4 separate regions of the Mus musculus genome follow, and all the other regions are linked to region 3. Evidence: chromatin contacts called from public HiChIP or PLAC-seq and promoter capture Hi-C data. All regions are on one chromosome and are shown on one strand. Each heading gives the region's core, a stretch centred on a gene start, on an enhancer-like site or on the middle of the called end of the contact. The rest is flanking DNA. Distances are from core to core; before and after follow the strand shown.

The links. Promoter capture Hi-C pulls out the DNA fragments that hold promoters and counts their contacts. HiChIP or PLAC-seq counts read pairs in DNA pulled down with a chosen protein or histone mark.
Region 1: an H3K27ac HiChIP or PLAC-seq map of large pre-B cells shows a contact between it and region 3, with 5 times the contacts expected there. The contact joins the enhancer-like site here to the promoter of Trpa1 in region 3. A contact is called at or near these places in 5 of 39 promoter capture datasets (the 3T3-L1 cell line, the C10 cell line, embryonic stem cells and 1 more), 1 of 115 datasets of contacts at active chromatin or transcription factors (large pre-B cells) and 1 of 9 other capture datasets (embryonic stem cells).
Region 2: an H3K4me3 HiChIP or PLAC-seq map of pro-B cells shows a contact between it and region 3, with 5 times the contacts expected there. The contact joins the promoter of D030040B21Rik here to the promoter of Trpa1 in region 3. A contact is called at or near these places in 2 of 39 promoter capture datasets (both in the C10 cell line) and 2 of 115 datasets of contacts at active chromatin or transcription factors (large pre-B cells and pro-B cells).
Region 4: a promoter capture Hi-C map of hippocampal neurons shows a contact between it and region 3, with 2.1 times the contacts expected there. The contact joins the enhancer-like site here to the promoter of Trpa1 in region 3. A contact is called at or near these places in 3 of 39 promoter capture datasets (hippocampal neurons, liver and pre-B cells) and 1 of 115 datasets of contacts at active chromatin or transcription factors (large pre-B cells).

Annotation. Positions count from the first base shown.
Region 1 is chr1:13,745,922-13,748,973 of GRCm38.p6, reverse strand. No RefSeq gene overlaps it. Among named protein-coding and RNA genes, the nearest start is that of Gm26273, 27 kb to the left of the region's middle. Within about 2 kb of position 1,468, at least 17 of the 459 cell types and tissues checked have an H3K27ac peak or open chromatin away from gene starts, as enhancers often do.
Region 2 is chr1:16,656,126-16,659,348 of GRCm38.p6, reverse strand. It overlaps D030040B21Rik (RIKEN cDNA D030040B21 gene), which reads right to left and starts at 1,797. Exons shown (of 4, transcript NR_037998.1): 1 at 1-1,797. Eloc (elongin C) reads left to right here and starts at 2,484. Exons shown (of 4, transcript NM_026456.4): 1 at 2,484-2,527.
Region 3 is chr1:14,917,174-14,920,579 of GRCm38.p6, reverse strand. It overlaps Trpa1 (transient receptor potential cation channel, subfamily A, member 1), which reads left to right and starts at 1,718. Exons shown (of 26, transcript NM_001348288.1): 1 at 1,718-1,855. The coding sequence starts at 1,745.
Region 4 is chr1:16,296,062-16,299,175 of GRCm38.p6, reverse strand. The region is part of intron 12 of Stau2 (staufen double-stranded RNA binding protein 2); the gene reads left to right. C130013N14Rik (a long non-coding RNA gene) reads left to right here. Exons shown (of 2, transcript XR_003947751.1): 2 at 1-2,418. Among named protein-coding and RNA genes, the nearest start is that of C130013N14Rik, 17 kb to the left of the region's middle. Within about 2 kb of position 1,760, at least 12 of the 459 cell types and tissues checked have an H3K27ac peak or open chromatin away from gene starts, as enhancers often do. A contact at or near this core is called in pre-B cells, where this site is marked.

The sequences.
Region 1 (3,052 bases), core at 219-2,718, 1.2 Mb after region 3:
AGCAGGAGAGAGTCAGGTCCTTTTGGACAGGGATAGTGTGAGGACAAGATGCAGCTACTAGTGTCTGGCCGAAAGCATGGGTTTGCCTGAGGTGCACTACAAAGACTATGGGGGATTTTAAGCATGGGTTTGGTAATAACCCACCAGTGGGAACCTAGCAAGCTGGGTGGGGAAATTCTGGATTTCTGAGTCAGAGTCTCCATCAGATAAAAACAGGTCAGCCATTGCCGGCCACTGCATGGCCGGGAGGGAATGTGCTTGTTCTTTTTAATATTTCCTGCAAATACAGGCAAGGTGAAAATCAGTGTGGTCGTTCCTCAGAAAGGTGGGACTATATCTACCCCAATATCCAGTTATACCACTCTTGGGCATATACCCAATGGATTCTCAATCCTATTACAAAGACACTTGTTCGACCATGCTTAATGGTTTTCTATTCATTACAGACAGATACTGGAAACAACCTAGAAGTCCATCAGTAGATGAATGGATAAAGGAAATATGATACACACACACACACACACACGATGGGATATCACTGAGCCACTAAATAAATGAAATCATGAAATTTGCAGGTAAATAAATGGAACTATATATAATCACCCCAAATGACATAACCTGGATCCAGACAGACAAATACAGTATTATTCACTTATATTTGAATATTAGCTGTTAAGTCACTGATAAGCAAGTTATAATCCATAGACCCACAAAGGTTAGGTATATAGTAAGGGATTATGGGGGAGGGAGGGATCTCCTAGAAAGGGGAAATAGAATACATAGTTACATATGGACAAAACAGCATGCACAGGGCCTGCACAAGACTGCATCAGGGCTGAGAGGAGAGGTGGGGACACACACACACACACACACACACACACCCATTCCTAAGCCAAAAGCTAGCTCCAATTGATAACCACTTGCAAATGAAAATTTAGTTTCCTCCAAGGGAGTCCCAATGGGGAAAATAATCCACTCTTAAAAGTAGGCCCTGCTGCTCCCCTGAAGACACCACAGCCTACAGGCATCCCGGGAGATCTGCTGCACATAGGGTAAGGACCCTCATGAAGTCTCACAGCTAATGCTTGGAGCCCAGTGGACTCAGGTTCTATCACCCCCAACCCCCCCCCCCATTCCACTCCTATTCCTGCCTGCATCTTCTGCTAGGGCAGACTGCCAGCTAGTCTGCTCCCCAGAAGACACTACAGCCTGAGGCATCCCAGGAGATCTGCTGCATACAGAGTAACTAGTAAGGACCCTCCCAAAGTGCCACACATGTGGCTGGGAGCCCAGTGGGCTCAGGATCCCATCACTCCCCCAAACCCCCACCCTACCCCCTGAATTCCACTTCCAGACTGCCAGCTACTCTACTCCCCAGAAAACACTACAGCTAGAAGGCATCACAGTAGTTCCTCTGCACACAAGGCAACTGAGCAACCAACCCCACAGACTGAAGATTTCCCAGGGGATCCACAGCATGCAAAGCAACTGACACAACAGACTGAAAACCTCCCTGAAGTTCAACTGCACACAGAGAAACAGAAACCACAGTCTGTGCCCCACCCCTAGAGAACAGCTTCGCACAGGACAACAGCTTGACGGCTCCTCTGAAGACCCCACAGTCAGAAGGCGGAACAGAAGGTCTGCTATGGCCAGGGCTACAGGCCTACCAGGAGACCTGAAGCAACTCAGGGACAAAAGAAGCAGGCTCCAGACAGAGACACCCAGACCAGCAAATACCAGGGATGACCAAATGGTGAGCGGAAAGTGTAAGACCATAAGCATCAGAAGCCAATATACGTGGGCATTATCAGAATCCAGTTCTCCCACCATATCAAGTCCTGAATACTAACACACCTAAAAACCAGGAAGCTGACCTAAAATCCTATCTCATGAAGATAATAGAATCCTTTAAGAAGGATTAAATAACTCACTGAAAGAAATACAAGAAAACACAAGTAAACAAGTAGATGCCCTTAAAGAGGAAACAAATAAGTCCCTTAAGGAAATACAGGAAAACACAATCAAACAGGTGAAGGAATTGAATAAAGTGGTCCAAGGCATAAAAGTGGAAGTAGAAACAATAAAGAAAACACAAATGGAGGCAAACCTGAAAATGGTTCCACAAATGGAAAACCTAGGAAAGAGGTCAGGAATTACAGATGTAAGTATCACCAGCAGAATATAAGAGATAGAAGAGAGAATCTCAGATGTAGAAAATATTGTACAAGAGATTGACACAACAGTCAAACAAAATTCAAAACATAAAAAACTCCTAACTCAAAACATCCAGGAAATCCAGGACACAATGAAAAGACCAAACCTAAGAATAATTGGAATAGAGAACTAAGACTCTCAGCTCAAAGGTCCTGAAAATGTCTTCAACAAATTCATAGAAGAAAACTTCCCCAACCTAAAGAAAGAGATGGCCATGAAGGTACAAGAAGCCTATAAAACACCAAATAAATGGGACTAAAAAAGAAGAAGTTATTAAAAACCTCCCAACAAAAGAAGTCCAGGGCCAGATGTCTTTAGTGCAGAATTCTACCAGACCTTCAAAGAAGACCTAATACCAAGATTCCTCAAACTATTCCATAAAACAGAAACAGAAGGAACGTTACCTAATTCATTCTATGAAGCCCCAATTACTCTGTTACCTAAACCACACAAGGATGCAACAAAAAAAGAGAATGTCAGACCAATTTCACTTATGAATACCGATTCAAAAATAATAAAATTCTTGCAATCCAAATTCAAAAACACATCAAAACCATCACTTACCATGATCAAGTAGGCTTCATCCCAGGGATGCAAGATTTGTTCAATATTCAAAACTCCATTAACATAATCTATTATATAAACAAACACAAAGAAAATAATCACATGATCATCTCCTTAGATGCAGAAAAAGCCTTTGACAAAAATACAACATCTCTTCATGTTAAAAACTTTGAAGAGATCAGGAATTCAAGGACTATACCTAAACATAATAAAAGCAACTTATTGCAAACCAACAGCCAATATCAAATTAAATTGAGAGATACTTGAAGTA
Region 2 (3,223 bases), core at 548-3,047, 1.7 Mb before region 3:
TGACTTTGTTGTGGGGGGGTGCTAATAGCTGAGAGTTCAGGCCCCATATTAGACAGAAGGTCACTCTTTGAACAAAACAAAACCAGCTTCCAACCTCAAAATATGGAAAACAACATCAGCATCATGGCTAGGGTTGGCATATGTGTATCTATAGGAAATCTACTAGTAACATTGAGCTTTAGCAGAAAGACACTTAAAATTAGTGATACAAAACAGGTTAGGTTAGTGGTACTGATTGCTTTGAGAGTTACAGAGCCTTTCTTAGCTCTTGGTGAGCTTAACGGAGCAAGAGTACCTGAAGATCAAAGCTTGCCAAAGTCATCTCAAGCCATTTCTCATACCCTCAAACGGGAAGGAAACTGGAAAAGGAGTGAGCAGAGAATATGTACAATTCTCTTCCTTCCTCTCTGGCTTCTGTCCTTGGGGCCAGAGAGCAACTTCCAATAATCCTGCACTTAATATCATCTCACTCTGGCTTGAATTGATTCATTTCACCAGTAGCAGAGAAACAAACAAACAAAAAAGACCCAACCAAAAACCTATCGCAGTTGTCTGACCTAGTTCCCTTTTCTGTGTCCTTTTAGAAGGAATCCATGGGACTGGGGAGATGTCTCGGCAGTTAAATGCTCACTGGCTTTTCTTCCATAGGTACTGAGTTCAACTCCTAGCAACCACATGGTGGCTCACAACCATCTATAATGGGATCTGGTGCTCTCTTCTGGCATGCAGATAGAGCACTCATACATAAAAACACAAATAATAAATAAATACATAAATCTTAAAAACAAATAAAATTATGCCGGGCGTGGTGGCGCACGCCTTTAATCCCAGCACTTGGGAGGCAGAGGCAGAAGGATTTCTGAGTTCAAGGCCAGCCTGGTCTACAGAGTGAGTTCCAGGATAGCCAGGGCTATACAGAGAAACCCTGCCTCAAAAAAACAAAAACAAAAACAAAACAAAACAAAAAACAGAAACAAAAAAAAAAGAAAAGAAAAAGAAAAAAAAACAAATAAAATTTAAAAAGCAAACAAATAAATCTTAAAACAAACCAACGGAATCCTGAGCCAGCCGCATGAACCTATCCTTGGTTCTTTAGTCAAGATATACGATGGAAGTCGGGCCCACCCTTACTGCCTAAAGGGAGACTCAGGTCTCACTTAGTTTTTTCATATTTTTTTCTTTAGTTTTATCTTCTGCTACCAAATGCCTCTTTTACTATGAAACTACTTTGAATTATGGATACAACCAAAACACTTTCATTATTTCTCCAAAGCCTTTGAAAATTAATTCAAGGCCGCAGCTATATTTTTGCTTTCAATTCCATAAAAGCATACATAGCTGCCAAATCAAATAAAGCAAAAACACAAACACAAACAAACAGACAAACACTTTCAGAGCAACCCATGGTAGGCAACACCTGTCGTTTCAACACTTTGAGGCTGAAACAGAATTATAAATTGGAGTTGGAGGGCAGCCAAGGATTACATAGGGAAATTACTGTGCCTGATGGCTAAGGAAGGAGATAGAATTGTCCCCAAATACATAGCTAGTCTGGGACTCGTAGTTCCAGGGTAACACTGAAATACCCTGTCTCAAAAATTCAAAAACAAAACCCTTTGAGAAGTTTCAGAAATTCCAAATAGCACATACATACTATACTTCCTTTTGTGGGATACTATTACACAGCTGCGACTGATTAACTGAGTATCTTGAATCTAGGTTTTCAAGCCCACTCCATGAAAACAGCAGAGAGGAAACTTAACTGAGCTGCTTTTCAGCTTTCTAGGAAAGGTGCCTAGGTAACCACGGAAAAGCCAATGAAAAGGTTTGGTTGAGGGGGGCGTGGAACTGGGGAGGTGAGGAGCAGAAATAATGGGCCCTGATTTAAGTAATGGTGATAGGCAGCGAGAACTGGACGGGTGGGCGTGGCATATTTCAGTAAACACTGACCTATATCGGGAAGAGAGGAAATGAGGCAAACACATTGGGAGCTTGTTAAGATGCCCGTTGATGTGTATTACTTTAAACAAAGAGGTTGAGACAAGCTTTAAAGACATCAAAAATTTCAGCGCTACACAGAAAACCACAAGTCCCAAGATGCAGTGTCACTTCGGACCAAACACTAGCCGAAACCTTGTAAGAAACTACATATCCCAGAATGCACTGCTGCCTCGCCGGCTCAGCTTTTCTCGGCAGAAATTGGATCCGGATGGCGCTGCATTCTGGGAACCAAGAAGTCCTAGCATCTCATTGGTTGGGATTTGGTAGCGATGTCTCTTAAATGGGCCTGTTTTACTGCCCACAACGCACTTCCTCCAGACGCAAGTTACCGGCAGATCGCGTCTCGGCCTTGCCAGGTACCAGTCTCCCGCGCGTTACAGAAAGCGGCTGTGACGCGACGGAAGTAATTCCTTTCTGTGCCCCGGAACCCACAGGGGTAGGCCGCTGGGGGTGGGAGGGGGGCGGCCCTGAATAGGGGCTGTGGCGGTACGTGGGGTTACGGCTGCGGTAGCTGCGGGACTGGCTAGTGAGTGTCGGGCTATGGTGGGAATCGGGATCTGATTTCGCTAGGAGAGTTAGTGCGGCTGGGACTGGATGCTTTAGTTATCCCTCTGCTCACCCCTTCCCGTCTGGGCGGGGAAGGAACGGAAGCTCTGAGTCTCTCCGGCCTCCCCAGCTCCTGGCTTGGGGGAGGGGAGAGGAGTTTGGCGGGACCTTAACTAGCTCAGCTCGGTGGGTCTGGAAAGGGGAGAGGACAGGAGGTGCGGGCTGGCTGGGCCTCCTCCAGGCTGAGCGCGGGGAGGGTGGAGTTAAGAGCATGGCAGCCGGATCGCTTTTCCGTTTTGCCTACCTCATGTGCGCTTGTATTTGTTTTACTGTTAAAATCAGTCGCTAGACCCAGGAGAGAGCCCTCGCCGCTTTAAGCTATAGGACCCTGAAAGAAAGTTTACCTTCTGGACAACTTGGGTAATTTCTGCCTGGCTGGGTACATTGGCTCATTTGTGCATCTATCTACCTCTCATTTTTGCCTGAAAGGAGTTATCTAGTGCCAGGTACAGTGCCCATTTATTTAGTTTCCCTTAAGGAACTCTTCAGTTTTGTGAGCATGAAAGTTTTGTCATTTAGTGCAAGCATGCCTACTCTGCACTTTCTAGTGTAGAAAGCAATTGAAATAGTTTTACAACTTGGTCCATACTACCAGATCTGCTTCTTAGTCCCAAAT
Region 3 (3,406 bases), core at 469-2,968:
TTTCACAGCCCAGACATTCTCGGTCTTCCAGTGAGTGCGATTGCTATACATAACCTTTCCTTTCTTCAGTTAGATTTCTCATAGGAATTACTCCAAACACCTCCTTTACAGGGAGCCCATCTCTCTCATGCTACCTGTTAGTGTGAAGAAAGTTGAGAGTGGTAAACTTCAATATCTGCATTCTCCACTCAAATTTTCCAGCTGTCTCCTCTCAGGTACTGGTGTTACACTCAACATCATCCCCACTGCAGGGCTTCCATTGGTCACAGCTTACTGTATCAATAAGATTTGTACAGCAGGCCTTTTCATGATTCCTCGGTGTCAATCAGCACATTAGACTCATTCCTAAATTCAGCCCGATGTAATTCAATTCTCCACGCTTTCCTGGATGCAGCCCAGTGTTGTGTCCCTGTTTTTTGTGGGTTTTAGGGTTTGGTGGTGGTGATCTGTGTTACGTGTGAATCGAATACTCTAGAACCTTAAAATGGCTCAGTTTGGTAAACCAAAATTCTGTTCTTTGCAAACTCAACCCATTTGCGATCTCGCCAAGGACAAACAGCAGCCGCAGTTGCACAGACTCCCTGTGCTGTGTCTAGCCTCATGGCTAGCTGCAGGACTATTGGATGGAGCAGAATACCCTTCTTTGTCCATGGTATACACCTATGCTGTGGAGATGTGAATTCAGGGCAGACTCAGAAAGATAAAGCCCTCAAACAATGCTACCAACAAACCCTCCGCAGATAAACTGCAGCTTCTATTTAACCTGCTATTTTATTAACCATAATGAAAAAACAACCATTTTATTAACTATCTTAAACGTCAAGGCTTAAGGCAGATGAATGCTTTTATCTACAGGAAATGCGGTCTGAGATACAAAGCGACTCAGGCTAGTCTCAATTCTAAGAGGTATTCACTTCATCCTGACAACTGGGAAGAGAAAATTTGCTGAAAATCATACTTCTGATAATTCAAGAGCACCCTCACCCTAACCTCCCGGGAGGTGGGCAGGGGCGGAACAGCCCTAGGGATTTTGTCTTATTGAGCCAATCTCATGTAGTCCAGGCTGAACTCAAACTTGCCACGCAGTCCAGGATGACCTTGGATTTCAGATCTTCCTAGCCCCACGTCCCAAGTACAGGCTTACAGCCTGTTGGATTGCTCGCGGGATCACACTATTATGCCTGGTTTTATGTAATGGAGATGGTGCGCAGGACTTCCTGAAGGTTGGGTAAGCACTTCACAGACTGAGCTATATTCCCAGTCGAACTTCTGGACGTCCAAATGGGGGAAGATTTTACTAAAAATTGCAGATTATATTCTCTCGCCCTACCCCGACCTTTCTCTCTTGTCCACTCCTGCCTCCCTGGCCACTATGAGGGGTTGTTTTTATTTTAATAAATTTGCTGAATCTGCCTCAATTTGCAATTGCTCTGTGATTTCCCTAAAGGGGAGAGTCTGGGGCAGATGCCCACTAGGTTCGTTTTTTTTTTTTTTTTTTTTTTTTTTTTTTTTTTTTTTTGTCTCCAGAGCCCCGCCTGCTACTTCCTCTACAAGTAGCCCAGGCTCGGAAAACTCTTTGCAAAAGTTCCCTCCTACCCTGCAGGCAGAATGGGGCTATAGCTGCAGGGATCTCTCCAGCAGAGCTTAGTTGTAGGTCCCAAGTCCGGCTGCAGCTTCCGGTGCCCTGTCCCTAGGTGCCGCCTTGTGGAGAGCTGCTGCGCCAGCCGGCGTCCAGGTGGAGTCAATGAAGCGCGGCTTGAGGAGGATTCTGCTCCCGGAGGAAAGGAAGGAGGTCCAGGGCGTTGTCTATCGCGGCGTCGGGGAAGACATGGACTGCTCCAAGGAATCCTTTAAGGTACTGGGGAATCGGTGGTCTGGAGCATGCTGGGGCATTGTGAAAGGTGGGAGGCTGGAAATTTCCTTTCGTTCAGTATTCTGCTGCTTTCACACTCAAGTTTATGAAGCACGGAACATGGAAATGGCAGGAGACAGTATCAGGGTACACAGCACCTGTAACTGCTAGCTGTGGTCCTCTATTTTGCTTTCTTGTTTGCATAACTCCATCTTGCCAGGGGATGGATTGGTGCCAGAGAAGATGTTCCCCTGAAGTACTTTTGAAGTTTTACAGAATTGAAATCCATAAAGCCAGGATAAATTTGGAGTGCGTGAAGTCCCTTTTCAACGTTTAAGTAGATTTTTCGTTTGAGCTGAAGTGGAACTGCTGCAGCTGAGAATCTGGTACTCAGCGATCCAACAAGTGTGTTGGGATGGAGAAGCATTTTTATCTAAAAGTGAAAAAGAGAACTCAGCACTTCAAATTGGAGACAAGGAGGCAAGCCCTGCAGCGAGTCCTATTGGGGACTCCACAAGGAGATACCTAGTGAGAAAGGGAGGTCCCGCTGTGATGGGGGCTTCTAGCTCTCAGTTCTCTGGATGTTCTGACCTATTAGAAAGTTGCACTCACTATTTGATGCTGATACTGCGGCCACTCTGAAGGGTAGAGGCAGGCTATTGGACGCCTAGAAAATCATTAGCCTTGAGATAGTAAGAAAGGAAGGGCTTTTATGAAATGGCAAGGTACTATTAACTATGGCTTCTCAATCCCCTCTGACGATTCTTCTGCACCACGGAACCATGTTAACCTTATTTTTTTGCGGGGGGGGGGGAGGAAAACGAAATGCTTGTACAAGCACAAACTTTTATAGAGCTTTCTTTAACTTGCAAAGATATGAGCTTACAGAGCTCTTGCTTTGATTCACACATGAAGTAAATTATTAGAATACATTTCAATTCAGTACTTGGAATTTACCTCTTTTTTAAAATAACCGCTTCACAGCATTTCATTATGTGGACTACATCATGATTTATTTAACTACCTATGTACTGATACACACTTAGGTCATTTTTGTTTGTTGGTTGTGTTCTCTATTTTATTTAGCTTCGATGTTTTTAATCTATGACTGTAAATGTGCTCTCAGTTTGGCTGTCTATTGGTAGCTTGGTCCAGAGCAAGAGGTGAGAGGTAAGCATAGCTTTAGGTCTGGCAGACATTATCCAACTGCTTTCTATGTAGATACCACTGCGAATGTGAGTCAAATGCATCCTACCTCACACAAACCTGTACCCCCCCCCCCACCAGATTTAACACAGGTGTCTGTCCCACGTCAGCTTAGCATATTAACCATGGCGTTTGCTGTAGTAGGAAGAACCACATGATGACTGAATTTCAATACTAGGATGAAATCGTTATAATTAATGTGGGACAGAAAGAAATTTCTTAAAATTTTTTTCAAATCTCAATTTGAAAAAAAAATCCCTCATGTAAGTTGTTTTATACAAATTTGTGGAAGAAACTTTAGTATCTTTAGTTTTATCGATTAAGTCAAGAAATTAACTCAAGTTAATA
Region 4 (3,114 bases), core at 511-3,010, 1.4 Mb before region 3:
ATCTTTCTTAATGAAGATGGCCTTTCCCAATCATAAGTTGCCAACAATTGAATATTAATCTATATTTGTTATAATTCATCAATATGAAATCCTTTAATTACTTAGACTTAACTTAGACAAAATGTATCAAGGTATAATTAATCTTTTTACATTTATTTTATGATTTTTTTTGTATATGGGTATTTTGCCTGCATAGCCACATGTATGCCTAATGCCCATGGAGAGCAGAGCAGTTCATTGGGTACCCTGGGACTGAAATTACAGATGGTTGTGAACTGCCATGTGCGTACTCGAACTCAAACCTGGGTCTTTTGCAAGAGCAACATTGAGCCAGCTCTTAGACCCATGGGGTAGGTTTTAAATCTGAACCTCCGATGAACTCTGAGTCTGTGTTCTGGTTGCACATGGCCTGAAAGCTTTGAAATATCTGTGATCCCTGCTTCTCTACCTCAGCTCAACATCATAGACTGTCACATTCCTCTGCAGGTGTGTAAGTTAGTTATCAGTGAAACTGTTAATGCTGTTTGTTAACCAGACTTGTGTCACACTGTAGTAATTTTAATGTATCTAGTTACAGTTCACATGCCTTAGATTTTATTATTATTCTAGCTAATTCTTAAAACCTCACTATGAGCTATGTCTTAGGGTTTTTGTTTTTTGTTTTTGTTTTTGTTTTTGATAGAGTATAGAACTGTTGCACTTTTATTTTGATTGACAAATATGGAAAACTTTGGCACTCAATCAACTAGCAAGATTTAACTAATTTTATGATAGCCTTTGACATTTGCCAAGGGCAGATGAATAAATTCTAATGTTCTGTGTTTTATACGGAATTACCAGTGACAGAAGTGAAAATATCAGTTTGGGAAAACATTATCCGTGCTTACAGTCTACAATCACAAATGTGGACTAGGGCAGGACAGGGAGTGAGGAGGGAGATGCTGTTGACTGGGAAATGTCTATTCCATCCCAGAGACACATCTGCCCCACCACCACCACCTTAATACTCAGTTTTATTCAATGCTATTTAGTTGTGTCCCAAAATGTGTGGTACAGATATTAAATTCCAGTACATACAGATGTCAATAACCATTTACAGAGAAATGGAAAGGGTTTTCTCTGATAATGTCACACCTGCCCACAGACAGGACTTGGTTATATGTGCTCATTACATGTCCCTGTCTAAGCTATTCTCCACTAATCTCCAACTGACCCTGATGCCTGGCAGGCAGACATCTGTGTGCTCTATGCCAACCACAGGAATTCAGCACATGGGTCCTTAACTTCAGTTCAATATTTGCTTATGGTTCCCATGAGATGTGCCAGTTGACAGAGGTCTGCGCACCTGCTGTGAGGGTGTAAAGGATGAAAAGCACTAGCACGGCACTAGGCAGCCCCTCAGCTCCCTCGGGCACCACCTTCAAAGGCAGCCACTGGGGTGCCATCTCCCACCCAGTATGGTTTTTGGCAGTAACAGAAACTCACATATATGAGCTTGTATGGGATGTGTGCTGTATAGGTGATTACTTGCCAGAGTGTTTGGGGGTTCATCCCTAGTGAGTGTAGCATCATTTGTCTATCTCTGCTATGGAAGAGTATTGTGCTTTATAAACTCCACTTGCTTGCCCATCTCTTTTCCTATGAGCTATTTCTCGTTTCCAACTATTGTGAATACAAATGCTGTAAACATTCTTACACAAGCCCTGCTCCAAGATGGTCTTATTTCCCTTGGATCAGTCTCTAGGAGTGAAACGGCTGAACACACATATATTTACATATGACACTGTTTGACAAACCCACAAGGGAGGAAGGCAGGTTTTCGTACCTACACATCCTTTGCAACATTTGGTAGCAATCTTTTAGTTTGGAACTCTGGTGAATACCTAAAAGTGCTATATTGTGGGGGTTTAATTTGTTGTTTCTAAGTAACCATACATGCTACATATGAAATTTGTTGTTGCATATGAAATTTCATGTGGGTTTATTGATCATCTATATCTATATCTATTTTTTATAAAGTCTACTCCAGTTTTTGTTTAAGTGACACTCCTTGTCTTTTTATAAAGTTGTGCCTAGAGAATAGTCTTGGGTATGTGTTTTAAATGGCAGTTATAACTTGTGGCTTCCTTATTCTTTTCCTTGCTGGTATATTTTCATAAGCAGATGTTTTTAATTTTAATGTAATCTATGTTATCCTTTTATTGATGATGATTACTTATCTCTCTTGAAAATCTTTGTTCATCCCATGTTGTGAGGATTTTTAGCTTGTGCATCTCTGTCTACCATAGCCTTCAATTTATGTGAAGCTGACGAAAAGACTGAGATTTGTACCCCCTACAGGTATTCAGTTATTCAAGCAAGGATTTCCTTGCATTTTGTTAAAAAAAAGTCAAGTGAGTAAATAAGCATGAGTCTGTTCACAGCCTCTCTGTTGCTTGCTTGGTTCCTATGCTGGTATCACTGTGGCTTTATAGAAAATAAAGCTTTGCGGATTTGGGCAGCTGCATGCATACCACTATATCTGTATACCTTTATTTTCCTATTACTTTGATTTCTGGCTTTTTAGTACTATAGCTAAAGCTTCCAGGAGCATCTGTGGCATGTAGATCACTCCCTACTTGTTGAATTATCTCCCCAGGGCTAATTTCTCTAAGTAGGAATGCCAGGTCAAAGGATAAACACATTTTTAATTTTGATATATGGAAGTCCAGTCTGTCCTGTCAACCTTTCCAGTGCCTGTCTCCTTGTCCCACAAGAAAACCTAAGTCTCTAAAAAGTAAATTTTAGTAAACGGGGATTAGTGGAAGAATAGAAGGAGAGATGACCTTGGGCCTCCAGGGGGTTGTGTGTGCTTGTGGGGCTGGAATTTACTTTTTGTTCTGGTTTTTACGTCTGAATCACGAAGAAAGCATTTTCAACAAGGTACTTACATAGGCAGCGTCTTGCCAGTAGAAGGTGACTTGTCCATCCTCAGCTTCCAGCCCCTAGATAACTTGCAAAGCTTGCCTTGCTAGAGCAGTAAGTGAATGGCTGCTAGGGTGAGCGCTGCTGAGACTGCACTGGCCTCTGAGAACTCTCTCTGAACTCTGCTTAGGCGGTCCAAAACAAGTGAAA